Linked DNA regions of Mus musculus: region 1 is linked to region 2. A link is a contact called in public Hi-C data. All regions are on one chromosome and are shown on one strand. Each heading gives the region's core, a stretch centred on a gene start, on an enhancer-like site or on the middle of the called end of the contact. The rest is flanking DNA. Distances are from core to core; before and after follow the strand shown.

Region 1 (6,340 bases), core at 764-3,263, 40 kb before region 2:
GAGGGTGTTAGATCCCCAGAACTGGAATACAGACAGGGGTAGGTTGCTATGCTGTGTGGGTGTCAGGTAGTGAACCTGGGTCCTCTGGAGGAATCAGTGCTTTTAACTGTTGAGCCATCCCCACAGCACATGAATATGTTCTTGACTCTGAGTTTCTCCTCAGCAGCTCTCACAGAGGCAGCCCCTAGTCCACTACCTAACTTGAAACCTGTGTGCCTCTTGATACCTGTTCTGTGCAGTGCTGATTGTCATCTTCAGTGTTGTTTATAAAAGGAATCAGAGGCTTGGGTTTGAGCTCTGGGGAAGATGCTTGTCTAACATGTGTAAGGCCCAGGTTTGAGCCCCAGCATCCTAATCTGTAATAGGCAGGCTTTGTCATGGAAGAAGGCCGTGCCGGTTCTGATCTTTCCTTTGCGCTTTAGGGCATCTTCCACCTTTGTTTTCTACTCTGTGGACTGTTCTGGGAGTTGGAGTTGGTGGAGCTGTAACTTCCACTTTGCATTTTGTATCTATAATCAACTATCTCCATCATTTTCCTGGTCTAAATGTTGCTGACGTTGCCAGGAGATGGTGTTGGCTGTACGCTGTTTGTGTAGAGTCTCAAGTGAAGGTATGCTCATCTTCAACTCACAGGCTCAACTCTGCGTTTCCTCTCAGAGGAGCCGACGGCTGAGCAGAAATCCCTTAGAGTCAGTGGTATCAGTTAGGCTAACTCTTTCATGTGTCTGTTAGACAAACATATGGACAGTGCTCAGGCTGGGAACCAGATGCCTGCTGAGCAACGAGGAGAGCAGAGGAATTGCCTGCTGAGACTCCTAGGCCAGAAAGGGAGGCGTGACCTCTGACCTTGCTGCAAAGCTGTGGGGGGAGGTTCAAATCACCTTTAAAAATATTTGTTTTGTTTGTTTGTTTGTGTGTGTGTGTGTGTGTGTGTACATGCATGCAGGTGGTGTGTAGTTTGGACATGATGCAGTGGCTTGTGCTTCTAGTCTCTGCACTTGAGAGCCATAGGCAGGCAGATCTCTGTGAGTTCAGAGCCAATCTGCTCTGTATCAAAAGTTCCAGGTCAGATGAGCTATGTAGTGAGATACTGCCTCAAAACCACAAATGCTTAGAGTAGGGTATTTGACAGTAAAATATATGAAATACTCAAGATCAGTTTTGAAATTTCAACTTTTGCAAAAATTTCTTAATATTTCAAGATGTGGATAAGTAAATTACATTCCTGCTGCTGAGTTAAGCTAGACTAGTGGACACTTAGAGGGTCCTGATGCAATAACGTGTGTCTGGGGCGATCTACAACCCCATTTCCTTTGCTGTGACCTTAGAGAGGCACATCATGCCATGCTGGGCAATCTTCCACTGATGTCACTTCAGTTGGCTCATCTAATTTTTTAAGTGATTTGTCTTTTTTGAAACCAAAGGGTACTATTAAAAACATCACATCAGCTAGGCATGGTCACAGACCTATCAACCCAGCCTCAGAAGACTGCAGCAGGAGGATCATGAGACCAGCCTGGGTTACATAATGAGAACTTATCTGACAACAATAAGAACTGTCTCTGTGGTATCACTTATCTTCACCAGTGACACATGTACAGGACAAAGAAAATGTCTTGCAAGACCCTTATGATGGTGGGGTGCTTCTGACATTATCTGGGGCTTAAAACCTAAGTTTTAATAGGGAGATGTGTCCCTTCTGGGAGAAGAAAACACATATATTCAATGAATGACAGGTCTCAAAAAACAACAGATAAAATTGCATTCTTATCATATATTCAAAGGAAATACGTATTTTGGTACTTGTGATGGAGTAGGGTAAAGGGCAGGTGCAGAGCGGAGATACAATGTTGCAGTTGTTGAGCCTAGCAGGGGTGGGGGGTCAGAGTGTGGCAGCACACAGACATGATAGCTTTGTTCCCTGGGAAGTCCCTGGTCAGAAGACCCTCCTTCCCTTCTCACCCCAGCTGTTTTTTGTTTTGTTTTGTCTGATTTTCCACGGGGTCATGAACAGAGGACCTGACAAACCAGGAGAAAGGTCATGCGGTTTCCAGCTGCAGTGCACTGTTTGTTTGCTGAGTATTCAAGTCAGCAGTACTTTTTGTGGTTTTGGTTTTTTCGATGTTTTTTTTTTTTTCTTTTCAACTTCACACTTTTGACTTTCCAAAGCAAGTAGGAACCTCACATTTTTGAGGGTCCCCAATCTCCTCATGCTATTTGATCCAAAAACTACCTACAAATTCAAGGCAGTCTCAAAATATTGTGTGTAGTTAGGAGGTGGGGGAGAAGGGATAGGGAGAAATATGATCCAAAACAATAAAAGTTGAAACCAACTAAGACGCCAGTTTTCTCCAGGCAGCTGGGACACAAGCAAGGTTCCACTCAGCACTTGAGAAGTTCCACTTAGTGACGGTTGTGGAGTTTTCTCTTGGCCACAGTGTGAGATGGCCCAGGTGAGCTTTAGTCTTTCTTTAAATGATCCACTGATGCCTTTAAAGCTACTGTTTGTCAGAGTTTTTATAAAATACAATCATGAATCCAAAGAACACAGCGTCACCTTCACACATAGGTACTTTCCCCAAGTATAGTGAGAAGGTCACCCACGAGTGCTTTGTCCACAGTGCTTAAGAGTCATTTTCCAGTTTTCCTGCAACATCACAGTACTTCTCTTAACTTTCGCTTTGAGACATTGCCCCACTCTGCAGCTCAGCCTGATCTGGAACTCACTGTGTAGCCCAGGCTGGCCTTCCTTGAATTCACGGCAATCCTTCTGCCTCCACCTCCAGGTGTTGGTGTTGGGATGGCAGATCTGAGGAACCTTTCTTGATGCCACCCTCTCTGCCTAAACATAGAATTTAGTCCACTATAAAGTCCGGTTAATGTGTCCAGCTGACATGTCAAGACACCTGTTAAGTGGACATTTTCAGAGAAGGCATAACTACCTCTGAACCCTCATTTCTTCTTCTTTGATTCTCTTGTAAGAAAACAATTTCACAGCCACTCCATAAGGAGGTGACATAAGTTTCTCTACCAGGACTTGTGTGCGTGACAAGATAATTCTGCTGACTCTAGTCTGGGCACTTTCGAAGTTCATCCAGATGGCTGCAATCTGTCCTTCTGACTGAGGAATGTGCCTAGACCTGTGGCAAGCTCAGGCTGTTTTCCTCCATGCTTCCTCTAATCCAAGCTGCAGCTTTGCAGCATGGTATCCACTGAAACCACAGCCCCACAGCAGCGACCCAAAGCTGCTCAACAAATGTAGGGAAAGCTTGGGACCAGAATGATTTGATTGGTTTCCAGGGTCTGTTTTCTCTGTAATGTTTTTATTAGTAATTATTAACCACCCATATAATGGGTTTTGTTGTGACATATTAACTGCCTCCAGACTTAGAAAACAGTTCTTTGGTTTAGTTAGGACCCTTGCTTATTTTCATTAAACACTCTAAACCTGCTAAGCGTGTAAGTTCCAAACATTTTAGTTAGCGATGAAAATAAAAACTCATCTTGAACCTGCTTCATAAATAATGAAAGTTTGGTTGTTCTGGTGTCCACAGGACAAGGCAGGGAGTAGCTGAGGGACAATCAGGAGACCTATGGCCTCATGTCCCGTCCGCTAGGCCTTCTGTCCCTCCATCTCTTATGTTCTCCTTTTGCAGGCCAGTTTCAAAGCTACTTCCAGACAATCTCCTTTGCCTGGTTGGAAGCAAAACATTGAGCAGCATCCTCACCTGGCTTGCATCAATTGTGTCCTCGTGTATGTGGTCCTATCATGTGTGCTGTGGCGTTCATTAGCGTTCCCATGTCAAGGAGAGAAGCTCCAAGATAAAAGCACATTCAAGGGGGAGAGTGCTCCTCACCTTGCACGCCACTGAAAGCCCAGAGTGAGCAGGTGACATTGAGTTCCTGCTGCTGTCCTGATCAGGTGATGCCTTCCAGGAGGGGAGGCACAGTGACCTGCCCCTAGCAGCTTAAAGGGAGCACCGTCATTGTTATTCTCTGACCACATTTCCCATGACACTTGGCACCTAGCTCAGCACTGGGGACACAGATGCTAGCCCACTGTCCCTCCAAGCACGAATCCCTCTCAGCACAGTCACGTCTTCCCATGGCTTCAGTGTGCTTCAGGGGTGCTTCAGCTTCCACACAGTCCATCCGGAGCTCTGGAGCTGACCTCCGGATCCCGTAAAAAGGAGCGTTTGACAGTTCTGACTCACTCGCTCTCTCTGAGTGCTGTGGCCTTCCTGGGGAGACTTTTGCATACACAGAGAGCATGTCTGTTGCAGAGCTGCTCATCCTTGGCAGCCACAAACCTGGTTCTAATCCCAGCACTGAAAGTAACAGTACTACACTCTTGGATTCTCACAGACCAGTAAGTGAAAAAAGAAGTCAAACCTTCATTGGACTCAAAAAATTCAAGCAGTTCTAATTTATACCTCTCTTCATTTAGGTTTTCTCTGCCACTCATTTTATCCTTGGTCAAGCAATTTATTATTAAAGGTCTCCTTCATGCACAGCATGATTCTAGATAAGACACTCCTTGTTGAGGTTGTGTAGTACACATCTTTTCACAGGACTTTCAACTTCAAGCTGACCCCCAAGTCGTGGTCTGTCTCCCAGCTCCCCAGCTGCCTCCTCTTCAAAATGTTTCATTATATTTTCTATGTTTTTGGTTCTTCCTTCTATAAATCATATTTATGTTTATGTGAAAGTCTACCAATTCACAGGCAGCTCCACTCCTCCTAGAGTGTTGTTTGCAGTAGGGTTGGGGAAGGAGAGAATGGCTGGGTGTTTTTATAGTGAGTGAGAAATGTGCCTTGGGAGGCGGCAGAATGCAGACAGCCAACAGGATGCAGCCTGGACACATTTATCTCATTTCCTGAAGCACTTTCTTAAAAGATCTATGTGTGTGTGTGTGTATGTATGTGTATGTGTGTATGTATGTATGTATGTATGTGTGTGTGTGTACACATCTGTGAGTGTGAGCACACATGTGTGTGCGGATGTATGTGCCTGTGCACACACAGAGGCCAGAAGGGACACTGGCTTCCTCAGAGCTGGAGTTTCAGGGCCTTTGCTGGCTCGATATTCGGGTGCTGGATTCAAATTCTAGTCTTTGCGATTGTGTAGCAATTGCTCCTACCGGCCATGCAATCTCCCCACACCTGTAAAGGAGGGAATTTTAAAGTACATTTCTGTGTTTTAAAGTTTGAATAAGGGACAGGGGCCAAGGGAGTCAGGGAAGTAAGAGAAAATAAAGCATGACTCTCTCCGAGTGGGAAGAGGCCCAAGTGTAGCCCGCTCTGCTGCAGCCTCCTGACTTTCGTCTAACCTCACCTGTATTAGTAACTCTCCAGTGGCTTCGGTGAAGCGCCTGGAGAAGGGAAGGGTTCGTTGAAGTGGAGATTTCTGGTTTCGCTGGAAACTCAGCTGGGCCACGTGATGTTTTTCTGGAAGCTGTCTTGTTGAGAGGCTGCTTTGCTTGAGCCGATGCGTGACAGGGTGTGTGGTGTTTGGAAAGAGGATAAACGGAACCCCACAAACAGTGAGAGGATGCTCTGGCATTTGATGCCACCGTGCAATGCTTCGCTGGTCTTCACTTCACAGAGAGAAACGTGCCAAAGAACTTCGCGGTGTTCTGGCTGATGCTCGCCGCTTCTGCTGACTTGTGTCGAGTCAGTGAAGCCTTGCGGTTCCTGCTGGATGGAGCTGCTGCTGCTGATGATCTGTGTTTGGTGTTTGCTATTGGACTGGGCTGCTGGTACCCTGACAATGAAGGATGGAATCTCCCCCCAAAGAACTACTTCCAAACAGGTCCACATCTCCCTTTTCCTATAAACCTTCTTTTCCTCCTACCTTTGGTCGGTGGACTAGAAGGGAGGTTTAAGAACTCTAAATAAAGTAGGTTTAGAAAAAAATCTAAGCCTATGGTTTATGGGTTGCAGTTTGGTAGGAACTGGTCCATCAGGGTAGGAAGTCATGGTGACAGGAGCATGAAGCTGCTGGTCACCATGTACCTGCAGCGGGGAGCCGACAGCGAGGACTGCTAATGCTTTGCTCATTTTTCCTTTTTCGTCAGCCTCAGATCCCCGCCCGCTGGATGGTGCTGTGCATGCTTATACTGAGTCTTCCCATCAGTTACCCAGTGTAGAAACTCTCAAAGGTGTGCCCAGAGGTTTGTATCTATCCTAGGTGACTCTGTTGAATTGATAATATTAACCATCAAACATCCAAGTGTCAGGTGTGGCACACATTCGTCTTCCCGTGTCTGCTGCTGAAGGTATGGAATTGTGGGGCTTGTGAGGGTCTAAGGGAAGGAAGTTGGTTTGAGTGCTGAGGGAGC
Region 2 (6,855 bases), core at 2,399-4,898:
CCTCCTACAAATCTGGCTGTACCTCCAATCCCTGGCAGATTCAGAACCTGTCTTTATTTCTAACCAAAAGCTTTTCTATGTAGTCCTTCCAAAGCAGCAGTTGTTAATCCTAGTTTATAAAATTCTGGTCTAGGTTTATCCTAGCATTTCTTGCTTTTGACTTTAGTAAGTGAACCACTACTCATTGCTATACTTGGTAATAACTTATGAATGCTGATTAAAAACTTAACATTTGGGGGCTAGGGAGATGGCATAGTTAGTCAAATGGTTACTCTGCAAGGACAGGGACCTGTGCTTGGAGCCTCAGAATCCACGTCAAAGGCCAGGCATGATGTTGTTTGTCTGGGAAAATAGAGACAAGGCATTGCTGGAACTTGCTGGCCAGATGGCCTCACTGAGTTGGTGAGAGATCCTGCCTCAAAAAATAAGGTGATTCTCAACCTGTGTTGAGTTGGGATCCCATTTGGGGGTTGCATATCAGATATCCTGCATATCAGATATTTGAAAAATTACAGTTATGAAGTAGTAATAAAATGATCTTATGATGGGGGGGTCGCCACAACATGAACTGTATTAAAAGGTGGCAGTGTTAGGAAATGTTGAGAATCCCTGATGTAAAATGATTGATAAAGACACCTAACATCAACATGTATGCACACATGAGTGTGTACACACATGCACATACACACGGAGAGAGACAAGTACCACTTTGGAAAGCATGGATGTGGGTGGTGGGCTCTTCAGTTGAGAAAGCCATGTCAGGGTAGGTGGGTGAAGAACCTTCATCGAGTCCTTACCATGTGTGTTAACTCTTCAGCAACGACACCCTCCTGAGACCCTCAAGGATGACCAGAGTCTCTCTCTGCTTCAGCTGTGATCTTTCTGTCTTCAGTGCAAATTTCGATTCTTTAAATAGCTTTTTATCATCTAAAAGCGGTCATCTTGCCGGGAATTGAGGTGAATGAACTCATATTTAAGTCTGCTAAGGCAGAGTTAAACACATAGCCTGTTGTACAAAGATTAGACAGAGGTCAAGAGGCTTGGTTAAGTTCACCAAGCAAGGAAGTGCTCATCAGATCACCAGAGTCCACTGGCCCTTCCCAAGTATAGTGCAACTTTCTGGAGAGAGAGAGAGAGAGAGAGAGAGAGAGAGAGAGAGAGAGAGAGAGAGAGAGAGAGAGAGAGAGAGAGAGAAGGAGGAGCAGAGGAGGAGAGGAAAGAGAGAGAAAGAGATGCTTAAACCATCTTTGCTTCCTCCTCTTCCTCCTCCTCTTCCTCCTCTACTTCTTCTTGGAAAGAGACACTTCTATATTTTTGAGATGATAATTGCAAAATTTATCTTTTCTCCTTCCTCCCTCCATACCTTCCTATATACTTCTCCCTGTTCTTCAAATTCATGACCTCTTTTTGAAACCTAATTGTTGTTACATGCATATATGTATATACATATATTCCTAAATATAGCCTATTTAACCCATACAATGGTACCTTGTGTGTATGCTGATGTTTCTTCATTGTTAGCAGCTTGCTCCCTGGTGGGGAAGGCCTCTACTGTGTTATGTGTCTCTTATCTTTTCCTCTTTACTGTGATTTAGGATCTTGTCCTGAGATCACAGATCACAGAAACCAATCTCTTATTGCTGACAGGTCCTATAGAAACTTAAAGATTTTTCCCTTCAGCTAATCAGATTAATAAAAACTGACATGAATGAATGAATGAATGAATGAATGAATGGATGAATGAATGAATGAATGTGGGGTCTAGGAGATAACAAGTGTGCAAAGACACTTGTCCCAAGCCTGACAACCCAAGCTTGGGGACAACCTTCGGGGCCACTTGGTAGAAGTTGTTCACCTGGTGACATGAGTGTCCTGCTGCAAAGAAATAAACAAGTGTGCTGAGTTTTCCTGGCCTGCTGTCCCACTTAAGGTTACTCTTGCTATGATGGAACACCATGCCTGAAAGCAACTTGAGGAGAGGACAGGAACCTGGGGGCAGGGGCTGATGCAGATGCCTTGAAGGGGTGTTGCTTACTAGCTTGCTCCTCATGGCTTGCTAGGTCTGCTTTCTTATAGAACCCAGGACCACCAGCCCGGGGTGGTCCCACCCACAATGGGCTGGCCCTCCACATAAATCACTAAATAAGAACATGCCCTACAGGTTTTCCTACAGCCTACTTCTTCTGGAGTCATTTGCTTTTCAGTTGAGTCTCCCGTCTCTCCAGCGAGTCTAGTTTGTGTCAAGTTGACATGAAACTAGCCAGTACACCTGCTAAGACCATTTATTAAAGCTGCAGTTTGAAGTATGCGATCTTTACCAAACCATACTTATAAAATACATGTGCCTTGAAGGCAGAGGGAGGGGTGGGAGGAAGTGGCAACAGAGAAGAGTTTAGTCACCCTGGAGACAGACAGAGCTTGCCTGGGAACAGGCAGTTTGAATAGGACTCTAGTCTTTTCAGTATCTTCCCTGTGATTTCTCCTGTTGAATGTCCTGAGCAATTCCTGTCTGTTGGTGTGGGAGCCATCTCATGACCCTCGGTCACTCTCAGATCACATGCTTTCCCTGATGCTGTGCAGGCCAGCTAATCTGCGAGGGAGATGACTTTAAGGTAGATGTTTTGGGGAGTAATTTAAAGACTTGTGTGACTTCTAGACAGCAGGAATTTGTGTATCTACAGACCTTTCCTCTCTCTGGGCATAACCTCTTCTTGTAGAAATGATTGTTCTCTTAGCAGGTCTGGTTTGGGACACACAGAGTCCATTAAGGACCCAGAGAGGACCAGGTTCCAGTTTGCCCATGTCACCTCTTGGGTAAATCTGCACTGCTCTTTAACACAGGACAGTTCATGGTGGAGGTCAGGACCTTCCTAGATGTCCAGACTTAAGAGGAAAAGCTAATATGTAACTTGGTTGTTGAAATTTTAACTGAGTTCTCTAAATTCCAAGATAGTAGTAGTGAGTAGCAAAGTCCTGTGCATCATACTCTGTACATAGGTGTACACACATGAACATTATCTTTATACATTGTGTACATAAGCATTTTACGAACTTGCAACAGAATACAACAGTCACAGCTGCATATGTTTATGTGCCCATATGCTACACATGCTGTGCACAATGTCACATTGTGTGAAGATTGTGGCTTCTTTTTTGAAGACCAAGAGTGTTCAATCTTTCAGCATCTCTAGTTGTTTGTGTTTTCAGGTTGACAGACGATCAATCATAACAAGAGACGCACACCACAGAATTCTGCAGTGCCCAAGGGCTAGCCCTGGGCACTTCCAGCTGCTTTCGAAGAATCCTGTGATGGGCCCCATGCCTGCATCGGAATGGTGCCAAACAAAGCTAACTTTTTGGAAAGTGGCACATCTGTGGGTTCTCTGATGGGCGAGTGCAGCTGGAAGGGCCACCTTCTGTCCTCAGGTTAAGCAGATCTGGGTCTGCTGCAAGCCGGGCTTTACATACCTCCATCTGCAGAAGGGTTTGGAAAAAAAGGTGAAGTAGTAGCAGCGGTGGAGTAGCAAGCAGTTGCGGGCTGCACGGAGGGCACGTGACTAGGGGCGGGGCCTCGTGTGGCGCCAGCCAGTGGCGGGGCTCGGGGGTGGGGCCTGAGCGCGCAGCTCCCGCGGCCCGGCTCGCTCTGCGGGAATGTGGGCTGGAGTGGTCCAGCTGCGGGGCCGAGGTGCAGCGAGCCACAGGGTCGATCCATAGCGCCATGGCCTGCATCCTCAAGGTAACAGCTCGGCGGTGGGCCGCATGCGAGCTCCGCCTGCTGGGTGCGCCGAGGCGTGGAGCCCGCCGCGGTCCCGCCGCATCCTCAGCCCGCCCGTCTCTTCCTGGCGTCGGCTTCCTTTTTGTTCCTTTGGCCAAGGCATCTGGGTGGGAGACTATGTAATGTGCGTTGGGCACAGACTCCTTGCCTGCACTGCTGCCGGCTGGCTCCTGTCTGGAAGGAGCTGGGCAGGGAGCGCGCGGCGGCGTGCCGAATGATGGGTATAGCAGGCGGAGCAGAGGGTGCTCCGAGACTTGGGTCAGGGCAGCCCGCGGCCTGTGGGGGGCCATGGGCTGAAAAGGAGTGGCCCAGCATGGGTGAGGGGCACAGCGTTTGAGAGGAGGAGGAGAGGGTGCAGAGAGCCCGCAGCCTTTGCTCCCGGGAACACATAAACTTCTAGGTCTACAGGTAGCCCTGTAGGGATGAGTTTTCTGGGGAACTAGCTCCAGGTGCCGGGACTTAAGTTGGAAAAGTTCATTAGATGGACATAGGTAGAATGTTGGACTTCCTTAGGCTCACATGTGAACAGACAGTATCTACCCAGAGTCCAGCCCTATTTTGCTGAGTTCTTTCAAGCCTTGGTACATTCCATGTTCTTAGTGACTCCTTAGCCACAGGCTTGAAGGCTTTGCGTGGACCTACTTGGTGAGGACCTTTTCTGGGAAGACTTGTTTCCAACTCACCGAGAAAGTTCACTCCCTAGCCTGTTCTGGTTTTTCCTCGCTGTCCTTATTCAGTTGCCCAGTCTGACTCCGTGGATCCAAACTTGAGCAGCATGAAGGTTTCCCATCCCGGAGAGAAAACTAAGGTGTTCGGTTTCCAGCCCCGAGAAGGTGCTGTGTGACCAAGGGCCACACAGAACAGTCTTGTGTGTCGTAGCACTTAATATAGTCTTGGGCTGCTGTTGAAGTTGTACCAGTCATCCTTCCCTCTCATGAAGCGAGGCAGCAGACCCTTATTGTGACTTTCCTGAGCTTGCCGTTTGTTTTGGAACACTTTCCACGCCTTTTCTTTTCTTTTTTTTTCCCCAAGGGTGGCAAAGTTAGGAGGAAATAATCCATTGGTATCACAGAATGCAACTTGAACTCACAGGAACTGGAACTAGGTCACCACATCGTCTCTATTTATTTGTGTCATTTGCTAAAAGGAAATCAAGGCGCCTGCCATGTCCTGTTGTTGGTCATGTCTTCCTCTATTGGTTTTTCCCCTGTCATGCATCTTCTGTCTGTGTGAGTGTGCTTGCTCTGGAGTGGTGCTGCTGATTGGACTTTTACAAATGCCAAGGTCCTGTCTGGTCACAGGGCTATATCCCCAGATCCCTCGAGGCATCTCTAGTGCAGATCCAAGGGCACACATAGATCTCACCTGTCATCCCTCACACAGAGGAGCCCCTCCTTACTTGCCTTCAAACCCTAACCATGAATCAAGATGAATAAAGATTAAGCAAATTCATCAGAATTCTGGCTCCGCCTCCGGTCACCTGTGTGGCCTTGGACAAGTTACACGACTCTGAATACTAAGTTGTTCAACATAAGATCAAAATAGTCACACAAAGTCTGTCAGGTTGCTACGGAGATGGGGCAAGAAGGACTTAGGGATACAGGTGTGTAAAGCCACTGCTTTCCTGATGTTTAGTAATGATGAGTTAGTTACATCATTCTGAACCCCCAGTCTTTCCATAGGATATAACTTTGGCTCCCTCGTAAGCCCTGAAGGGCCACAGTGCTTGTTTGCAACTCCACTTTTAAGGGAAAGAGTCTTGAGTTTCCTAAACTCCAAGTTAAGGACAGAGTGAACCTGGATTCCAGCCCCCCATCTTAAGCTGTCTTCACACTTTAAAACTGTTTTAGGGGTGACTCCGAGAGTCCTTATACTATTCAATCTCTGCCACCTATAAGCAATGGGGTGCATTTAAAAATTTTTTTTCCTTTTACTCTTTTAGTGGTGACTTTGTGCAACATGATGTTGTGGTCTGTAAATGTACTGGGTCACGTTCATGCCCAGATCACTTTCATGGCCGTTCTGGGCTACTGGTAGCCTGCTGCGTGCAGGCTGTACCTACTTGGTCCTAGATGGTCCCTGAGGATCCTGTAGCCTGTGCCATCTTTATAAAGCTACGCGTGGTGGAGTATGGGGCCCACGTTCTGAACAGAAGGTACGCATTCTGCACAAGCTCGGCCTTTGCATTTGATTTTGGCCGCTCTTCTTCCTAAGTGTGAGAAATGTGTATAATTACTATAATTGGTTTTAACAGTGTTGTAGCAAATAGAAAACGATAGACTTCTCATTGTTTTAACGAAATATATATATATATTTTTGCAAAGCCCTGAACCTAGTTAAGTATTGGAAACAGCCTGGCCCTATGATCAAACCTTCAGGGGGCAGATTAGTAGGGGAACAGCATATGTAGTATTTGTATTTTATCTGATATTCATGTCGTCTGTGAATGTACATATATGTATGCCTCCTGTGTATTTATGTATGTGTGCAACTTATATAGATAAATTATACATACACACACATATAACACACATAATTTATGTCTTCCGTGCGTGTTTGTCTGTATTTCTGTGTATGAAATACTCATAGAAGGGGTGTTCTGATTAGTTTTTTGTGAACTTGACACAAGCCAGGGTATCCCATTTGAGCCTCCCTTGAGAAAAAGCCTCCATTCGATTGGCCTTTAGGCAACTCTGTGAGACGTTTTCTCATTTGGTGTTTAATGTGGAAGGGCTTATCCCGTTGTGGATGGTGCTACCTCTGGGCAGATGATCCTAGGTGGTATAGGAAAGCAACCATGGGTAAGCAGGCCATGGATGAGCAAGCCAGAAAGCAGTATTCCCCAGTGACCCATTTAGTTCCTGCCTCCAGGTTCCTGCCTTGAATTCTTGCTCTGACTTCAATGACAGACTAGAAACTATAAAACGAAATCACTCCTTTCCTCCTTTAAGTTGCTTTTGGTCACAGTGTTTTATCACAGCAATAGAAAGAAAACTAAGATAAGGGGTTATTGGGTCTGAAGGTTAATATTCCATTTTACCAAAGAGTGACATATTATGAAAATTCGGTAAGACAGGAAA

The links. A called contact is a pair of places that touch in the nucleus more often than the background predicts.
Region 1: a contact with region 2 is called in a Hi-C map of CD8 T cells, with 2.6 times the contacts expected there. The contact joins the enhancer-like site here to the promoter of St6galnac3 in region 2. A contact is called at or near these places in 1 of 39 promoter capture datasets (hippocampal neurons), 19 of 484 Hi-C or Micro-C datasets (CD4 T cells, CD8 T cells, CD8 central memory T cells and 10 more), 8 of 115 datasets of contacts at active chromatin or transcription factors (craniofacial prominence, embryonic hindbrain, embryonic stem cells and 4 more) and 3 of 9 other capture datasets (adipose tissue, liver and pancreatic islet).

The regions. Positions count from the first base shown.
Region 1 is chr3:153,760,579-153,766,918 of GRCm38.p6, reverse strand. No RefSeq gene overlaps it. Among named protein-coding and RNA genes, the nearest start is that of 5730460C07Rik, 28 kb to the left of the region's middle. Within about 2 kb of position 2,013, at least 44 of the 459 cell types and tissues checked have an H3K27ac peak or open chromatin away from gene starts, as enhancers often do. A contact at or near this core is called in CD8 T cells, CD8 central memory T cells, the G1E-ER4 cell line and 7 more, where this site is marked.
Region 2 is chr3:153,721,926-153,728,780 of GRCm38.p6, reverse strand. St6galnac3 (ST6 (alpha-N-acetyl-neuraminyl-2,3-beta-galactosyl-1,3)-N-acetylgalactosaminide alpha-2,6-sialyltransferase 3) reads left to right here and starts at 3,648. Exons shown (of 5, transcript NM_011372.2): 1 at 3,648-3,736. The coding sequence starts at 3,719.